3 separate regions of the Sus scrofa genome follow, and regions 1 and 3 are each linked to region 2. The links are chromatin contacts, called in public Hi-C and promoter capture Hi-C maps. All regions are on one chromosome and are shown on one strand. The core of a region is the stretch at or near the end of the contact, and the rest is flanking DNA. Distances in the headings are between cores, read along the strand shown.

Region 1 (2,700 bases), core at 159-2,658, 380 kb before region 2:
TTCAGCGATAAAGCATAGGAATAATAAACCCAAAAACACCATCATCTTACAGAATGCAAAGCCATCTGCAGTTTCAACCTTGGCTTACCCATTCACTATGCACATATAGGCGTCTTTTTAAATGGTAATAAGCAGCAATAAACTTTACTCCGGCCCAAGAGATTACATCTCTCCGTGCTTCCTGTTCACCCTGGAAGTCAATAACGCTGAAGTCAAATTGTAACATTTCCCAACTTTGGTTTAATGTGAGCGGTGGACGCCGAGCATCCGCCCACTGGCCTCTCGTGACTCGGGCTACTTTGACGCACTGGGATGCGGCTCACCTGACCCTCCGCACCAACCGTTACCAAGAAGGAAAACCAACTCCGTGAAAATAAAATGGGGCCCCAAGGAAGCTCGCGGAAAGCCAGGGGGCCACGCCGCTCCCGAACCTCGGCGGCGTCCGCACCTGCCAGGAGAGGCCGCGGCCAGGGGCCGGGGCTCGGCCGCAGATAAGGGGCAGCGCGGTCCCGGCCCCTCACTGTCCGCCCTGGCCCCGCCGCGGGGACAGGAACCCACGGCCGGAGGTTTCCGCCAGGCGCCGCCAAGCCCGCCAGGGGCCTAGCTTGGGGGCCGCCCAGGCTCCCGAGGGCAGTCCGCGTCGTGCGGGGCCGTAGCCGCCTCCCAGCCCGGCCCCCGGGCCGGCCCGCGAGCCTCCCCGCAGCGGACGCGGCGGCGCCCGCACCTGCCCGGCGCCCTGCGGCAGCCCCTGCGAGCGCCTTCACCCACCTGGCGCGCCCGCCGCGCCTCCCGCACGTCACAGCGCGACCCCGCGCCCCTCGGCACCAGCAGCGCGGGCGCGGACGGACGCCGGGAGACCCTGCTCGGCAGCCGCCGCCGCCGCCGCCGCGCCTGCTTCGTCTTCAGGCCGCGGACAGCGAACCTGTTGCGCAGCCTGTCACGGCCGCTCGGGCTCCGCGGCGCCGCCTCAGCCCCACAACAACATGGCGGCCGCGGCCTCCGCAGGAAGCCGGGGGGCGGGGAGGGAGGCGACGGGCCGGGCAGCTGACGGCCCGCCCGCCGCCGGGCACCGACGCCCCCACCCTCAGGAACCCGAAATTGCCCCGGCGCGGCTCCGCACCCCCAGAGCCCCGGGTACCGAACCCCGCGGGCCTGGTCCTAGTGCTCCGCTCTCCCCTCGGGGAGGCCCCGAAGCCCCCGGCAGCCCTTCCTGGAGGGGCGCCGACCCACCTGGCTCCTCCTCCCCGAGGTGACATGTTGAGGTTGGGTGGTGCGTTTCCTGCCACTGCAGACCCCACGGTTTTGGAGAAGGGCAAGCTGTGCTGCACCCACAGGAGGTTTCCTCTGAAGCCTCCTTGCTCAGTCAAGTTTCTTCCTTGACCTGGGAGCAAGATTCCTCTGGAATGAGTGTGGCAGGAGGAGGCCGTGCCTCGCCTTGCTCTTGGGTCTGTTGCAGGCCTCTCACCCCCTCCAGGTATCCCAGGAGGACTCACCGTACTGAACAGCCATCCACTCAGCGTTCCTCACTCTCCTCCATGACAAGTATAAAGGGCGAGAAGGGGGCCTCCAGCCCCCATCCCTAAGCAGAGCGGCCACCCCGTATGCTCTGGCCAAGCAGTAAGAAGTCATCTCTCCTTGAACTCCACTACCAGCTGGCCTGCAGATGCTGAACGTTCTACCCCACCTGAGAGCTGCCTGACAGGTGAAGCTCAAATTCACTCTCTTTTTCCTCCCCTTTCAACTCCTGATCGCCTCACAAAAGACCATACTTGAACTCAGTCACCACTCTAGGAGGTACTCATGTGGCTCAGCGGGTTAAGAACCCCACTGGTATCCATGCAGATGTGGTTTGGTCTCACTCAGTGGGTTCAGGATCTGGCTTTGCCCCCAAGCTCCAGCATAGGTTGGGGGTGTGTCTGGGATCTGGCCTTGCTGTGGCTGTGGTGTATGTGGGCGGCTGCAGCTCCAATTCGACCCCTACCCTGGGAACTTCCATATGCTGCAGGTGCAGCCCTAAAAAGACCAAAAAAAAAAAAAAAAAAAGTCACCGCTGTTCATGGAGGGCTTGCCCTAGACACAGCACTCCTTCAAGAGAGAGGCTCCTTGTTGATGTTAGAGGAGGAGTCAGTGGGGTTCCTATGAGCATAACAAAGTGGGGGTCCAAGACCCAAGATTTCTCTTGGCTTTTAGAGGCAGAGTGGGGGCTGGTCCAGTATACAAAACTCACATCCCCATGGCTTTTGTTGGAAAAGAAGAAATCTGCAGATCACATGATTCCATGGCTTCCCCTTCATTCCTCACCTGTTGGGGCATGTGAAGGCTGGCTTGAGAGGGATGGTTTCCAAAACCCAGGCCTATCTGAACTAGCCACCCAACTCATGTGAGGAACTTAGCAAACATCAGTGATGATAAACAGGCTTTTCCTGCTCTCACACTCAGTGTTTTTCCCAACTCTTTGATTGGGACCTGACGAAGACCAGATAGACAGGTCCTGAGCTTCAGTGACACAGAGAGACCTGACTCCTTTGCATTAGCCTAGGAAGTCCCTTATCTACCAGAGACCAATCAGTCTATCCCTTATCTACTGAGGACCAATCAGTCTGCAAACAAATCACCCACTCTTGAATACATGGTCTCATTCCCATGACAGACATCACCAGTTAATTGTGGTTCTCCCTTCCAGAGCCCATACTTCAGTCC
Region 2 (2,700 bases), core at 105-2,604:
CAGCTAGCCAAGAAGGAATCATCTGACTCCTCCACCCTAGGGTTCTGCTTTATTTATTAAAACAAATTTTATATGAGACAAAAACTGCCTTAAAATGAAAGCAATAATTTTTTTTTTCATTTTAAAATGTGTTTAGTGTAGAAAACTAAAAAGACAGAAGCAATAGGAAATAACCAAAATTCCCCCACCTGCTACTCAGTATTTGGATGTATTTCTTTAGTTTTTCCTTTCAAAATCTGGATCATTTTGTATGTAGACTATAGTTCAATTAGCCTCACTTCATGAGCACTCTTCCATGCTAGCCAAATATGCTCCAAAAACATGATTTATGCTAGATTCATAATAATCCATTATAAGGGCATAAGTTTAGCCAACCTATAGTATTGTAAATTTAGTGATGTCCACATTTTTCATTATTATAAAGTGCTACTATAAATATCTTTGTACAATGCTCTTTGGGTGCATCTTATTATTTTCTTAGGATAAGATATGTTTGCCCAACTGCAAAAAAACACAAAAAAAACAAAAAAAAAACTATTCTATACCCTTGGTTTCTGGTACCTTTGAGCTAAGTTCAAATTATACTAGGGTTTATTTTCAAATAATTTGGCATCATACCCAAGTAAATGCTTCAGTTTGACTTCACCTGAAGTAAGGAACTCTGTGTCCTTACCCTTCTGGATCGGTTTTGCGGCGAGGGTAAGGGCAGTACTTTTCAGCGCAGCCATTAAAAGGCCCGCCCAGTGCACAGGTAGAAAGGCAGGCGTGACTCCACCAGCCTCCGCTCTCACAAGCATCTACTGAAGAGGGACGCAGGTGAGACCGGAGGGGTGCACAAAGCATTAATAACAGGCCCATACTCCACTCTTCACATCGTCAGGCCCCGTCCAGCCAAGGTAAGGGGCCCCGGGCAGTAGCTCCAGCCGGAGAACCCGTCCCAAAACTTAAAAGTTAAACACCCCTCCCCACTAACGCCACACCCACTTCACGAAGTTAGGCCCCCGTACTCAAGACCACACCCACTTCCGGTATCGATGACCTCAGCGCCCCTCCCCCTGGCGGCTCACCTCGAGGACCACCTTGCGCATGCGCTCCAGGTCCTGGAGGTAAGCTGCAGTGTGCGGGTGGTCGCGGTAAATGTGCAAAGCCGCGGTGGCTGCGTGACAACCCTGTGCTACCAGTGCGCCCGCTGGCCAGGAAAATGGAGTCTGTGAGAGATCCTTCCGTAATACCAAGTATTGTACCAGGATTTGCGGCGCTGCGCCCGAGGCCGCCATCTTCCTGCCCAACAGAACGACCGGGCCTACTGCCCGGTGCATGCCGGGATCAGGGAGGAGCCCCGCGCGCTGCCATGTTTTTGTACGGTGGGAGCGCAAAGCACGCTGGGACCGGTTGTCTTGGTTTTGAAGTTGAGGATGGCGGGAACTCTTGGACTTGTCCTGATTGAGCAAGAAGAGAGGAGTTAAGGAGAAAGTAAGACCCATTGGCGGACAGAACCGTAATCAGGGTAGAAAGCTGAGCGGCCTCTTACAGCCCCTTCCGTGTGCGAGGAAATCCCCTGGAGCAGAGGCGCGCCTCGGGAGCTCGCAGGGGCAGGAAGATAGACTTGGACACCACAGAACGTAGACCCGGGCAACAGACGGGGCGGGTCCGGGGAGTCCTGGGGGTGTCACTTGGGGTACCCGGGGCTCCACGGGTGTGTCCCTGCCGTCTGGATTTGTCTGAATGTGAATAGATTCTTGCCATTTCTTTTGCCCCCAAGGAAAGCCGTATTACTGGTGCCCGGACAGTTTTATGGAAAGGCTCTTGAGAAGCCGAGGAGGAGATGGAGCTGGCGAATACTCTAAGTCAAGACGGCGAGTCCGGAGGAGGTATTTAAAAGATCAAATTTTCCCCCTTACTACTGCTGCCCAAAGATAACTACCAGGTTGAAAGCCCATCCCTCCTCTAAGCGAAGTGTGACCTGATCTATTATGGTTTACTCCAGTGGAAGGGGCAGTGCCCGGTGTGGGTTAGACCTGGGTTTGAGTCCCGGCTCGGCTGTTATAAATATGGTGGCCTTCGGCAAGTTATTTTACCTTTCACAATTTCTTCGTCTGGATAATGGAGGTGAATAATAACATTGTGGTGGTTGTGGAAATTAGGTTAAGTAATTTTAATGCTTTTCAGGTGAAGCATTTAACACATACCTAATTGATAGGAAATATTCAGTAAATGCTTTAATTCATTACATGCTCTGCAAATACAGGATCGAGCACAGGTGTGTTTAGGTAGTGACTGTTCACAGGTGTTTTGTTGTTAGAGTCGGTTAGCATGTCACCGTGACCTTTGCTACATTGAGCTTTACTTAGGCTCTTTGGAACTGAGATCTCTATGCATTGGTGAACTTGTTTTCCTGTCTGATATCCAGTAATATTGGTGGACAGTTCCTTTTAGTGTGTGTCTTTATAGTCCTATGCTCCTAATACTTTGCAGAGCTTCAGAGTACTTACTCAGGCCTCTTTGGATGTTTCAGTCCAAACAGTTATGCATTAGCACTTGGGGAAACCATGCACGAAACCCAATTTAAAAAACAAAATTCTACATTTTTAAAAAAGAACTTCTGAGTCAGTGACTTTGGTGACCCTGTTTCCCCCTGGGTCGCTATCATCATGGATAACTGAGATTAGTTATGTTCAGATAATGCCCTTTTTGAACAGT
Region 3 (2,700 bases), core at 133-2,632, 340 kb before region 2:
AGTTTAAGAAATAGTGGTTCTTTCAAGAAGGAAGTTGGGAAGGTTAGTCCTTTGTTTTTAGGCTTTGTGAAGCCAATTTAGCTATGTGGTACTAGCATGGCAGTTACAAGCCAGAAATTTGAGGAGGAGCTATATCATTTAGGAATGGCTTTGGCTAAAAGTACTCAAATGACGTGAGCCATAATATGCCACTTCACAAAACGTGTGAAAGCAGGTGATGACTGGGTGCTGGGCACAGGCACAAAGGCTGTGCGCATGTCCTGACCATTCTCGCCACCAGATGGCGAAACTGCTCTAAACATTATATCCTCAGCAGGGAGGAAGGTGGTGAGCAAAAGGGCTTTCTTTCTTTCTCTTGTCTCCCTAAGCAGGGAGAAATATTGAGGCTCCTGGCATACATCTTGGGCTCTAACTTGACCACATGCCCATCGCTACACTGACAAAAGGGAAATGAGAATGACGTGATTTGCTCGGGCCCTGAAGCTGGCCACATCATTGCCCAGTTGCAATAGAGCTTTTATTTTATGTAATTATTTTTTTAAGCAAGAAAGAAGTAGGCAATAGCTGTTGGGTAGGCTACTAATAGCCCTTGCCAGAGGAGCTCAAGAGAAATTATACACGCTAAATCCACCCGGCCCTGTGCCAAAGGCAGGACAATGCCTCTTCAGAAACTAGTAAAATGTTTTTCTTCCCCCGATAATTATTAATTTTCTGCAGTGACTTAGAAAAATTCTTGGACTACATTTGTTGCCATTAAATACTTGCATACAGAAACTGACTGTAAAACTTTTAAAAAGTCATTCTGCTTATAACCCAAACTTCTGGCTCTAGCTCTTATCTCACCACTGCATGAGTTGTATGAATCACCTCCAATTTCCATATTTTACAGGAGCCTCACACGGAGAAGAATAAATCACTTTCAAATTAGACATTCCATCTAGAACTGACAGTAGCTGATTCCCAGCACTGTCTTTTACTTCTGATATGCTTTTGGATGAGAGTAATCTTATATTTTCAGTAATTCTCAGGATAAAATTTTCTTCTCAGAGCTCATTTTATGACTTTTTTTTTCAGTTTTGAATAATAAAGCAATTATTCCTGCTTTTTGAAGTTGCATATTAAGCCTAGGAACATGAATTATTCTTTCTTTTTGAAACTGCATAAGTCCAGAAATGTTGACTTTTTAAACTATTAATGTCAAGTGATGGCTGTAAACATCTATTTTTCACCCTCTTTCTTTCAGTGTGCCTCTTTCTTGAGATCCTCATTCCTACTAGATTTCCACTGCACACCAATTATCTCAGGCTACAGCTGTTTGCTGACAGCTGTTCTCTTCTCTGCCCACCACACAGCCACCTTCTGCTGGTAATTCTACTCTTATTCCCATCTGTGGAAATCCCTGCCTCCCCAGTGTGGCTGCTTTGCCTGGGGCTTCAGCTCTGTCTCAGGCACAGAACTTGTGACCTAAATCAATCCAAATGTTGCATTCCTTTGGCCAGACTGATTCAGAATCAATGAGAAGTAATGATACCTTGCTGGGACTTCTTGAAGAGAGATTCATTCCCTGTCCCGCTAGAATTTTACCTTTAATGTAAGAGCCAAAGTGGCTGTAGCCATCTTGACCCCTTGAATGGGAACCAGTCTGAGAACAGAGCTGTAACAGAGAGAGGCACCCTGGTGATGCTTTTAAGCCTTCAATCCAAGACAGCAGCAGAGCAGCAAGCCCTATTCCTGGACTGTTCAGTTACATAATCAAGTAAGTTCCTGTTTTCTTTACGCCAGTGTTTGGATCAGGTCTTTTCTTCCTTCTATTAAAAGAGATCTAATTTATACAAAGGTTCAGAATCTCTTATGGCCAAGATATATTCTCAGATACTAAACATGTCATAAAAATTAACATGGAAAATACTTGAAAGGGAGTAAATACACTTGTAACTTATTATGCCCAATATTTTTACTCTTTTTTCCAAATAACAATAGCCCATCATCATACAATACAATATAGAAAAGAGTTTAAATTAGTTTCTCCTTTTTGCATACTTAATATGGTGCAATCATTATGATGGTGATGTGCTCTGGAGACAGTTTCCTCAAAGCTGAGCACATTTGTTTACTTTTTGAATATAAGTTTCTTTCTTTCCTTCTTTCTTTTTTTCTTTCCTTCCTTCCTTCCTTCCTTCTCTCTCTCTCTCTTTCTCTTTCTTTCTTTTGTCTTTTCTAGGGCCGCACCTGCAGCATATGGAGGTTCCCAGGCTGGGGGGTCTAATCGGAGCTATTGCTGCCAGGCTACGCCAGAGCCACAGCAACGCAGGATCTGAGCCGTGTCTGCAATCTACACCACAGCTCATGGCAACCCCGGATCCTTAACCTACTGAGCGAGGCCAGGGATCAAACTTGCAGTGTCATGGTTCCTAGTTGTATTTGTTAACCACTGAGCCACGATGGGAACTCCGAATATAAATTATTTCTTATTATCATACAATAAAATAGCCTTGAAGATATTTAGAAATATTGATAAATTACTGGTACACATAAGCCTGTAATTATAAAAGTGGTGATGTTACATTGTGGTGCTTGCATTTCTCTGGCTGTTTCTTTTGCTCAAACAGCACCATCCTGGGAGATAGCACAGCAGGCTGACCTGGCCATGTGACCACAGTCGCTGTGCTTGGCTGAGAGCTGTTTGTGTCCGGAGATGGA

What was found. Promoter capture Hi-C pulls out the DNA fragments that hold promoters and counts their contacts. A called contact is a pair of places that touch in the nucleus more often than the background predicts.
Region 1: a contact with region 2 is called in a promoter capture Hi-C map of liver, with 3 times the contacts expected there. A contact is called at or near these places in 1 of 5 promoter capture datasets (liver) and 1 of 2 datasets of targeted methods (alveolar macrophages).
Region 3: a contact with region 2 is called in a Hi-C map of skeletal muscle, with 4 times the contacts expected there. A contact is called at or near these places in 2 of 5 promoter capture datasets (fetal liver and liver), 10 of 47 Hi-C or Micro-C datasets (embryonic fibroblasts, epiblast stem cells, fetal heart ventricle and 3 more) and 2 of 2 datasets of targeted methods (alveolar macrophages and skeletal muscle).

Annotation. Positions count from the first base shown.
Region 1 is chr3:114,362,027-114,364,726 of Sscrofa11.1, reverse strand. It overlaps ITSN2 (intersectin-2), which reads right to left and starts at 1,408. Exons shown (of 39, transcript XM_021088358.1): 1 at 1,231-1,408. LOC106504180 (formin-like protein 6) reads left to right here. Exons shown (of 2, transcript XM_021088412.1): 2 at 551-2,700. The coding sequence ends at 1,380.
Region 2 is chr3:113,977,828-113,980,527 of Sscrofa11.1, reverse strand. It overlaps PTRHD1 (putative peptidyl-tRNA hydrolase PTRHD1), which reads right to left and starts at 1,354. Exons shown (of 2, transcript XM_003125332.4): 1 at 1,068-1,354. The coding sequence starts at 1,319. It overlaps CENPO (centromere protein O), which reads left to right and starts at 1,327. Exons shown (of 8, transcript XR_002342821.1): 1 at 1,327-1,473; 2 at 1,763-1,871.
Region 3 is chr3:114,322,688-114,325,387 of Sscrofa11.1, reverse strand. No RefSeq gene overlaps it. Among named protein-coding and RNA genes, the nearest start is that of ITSN2, 39 kb to the left of the region's middle.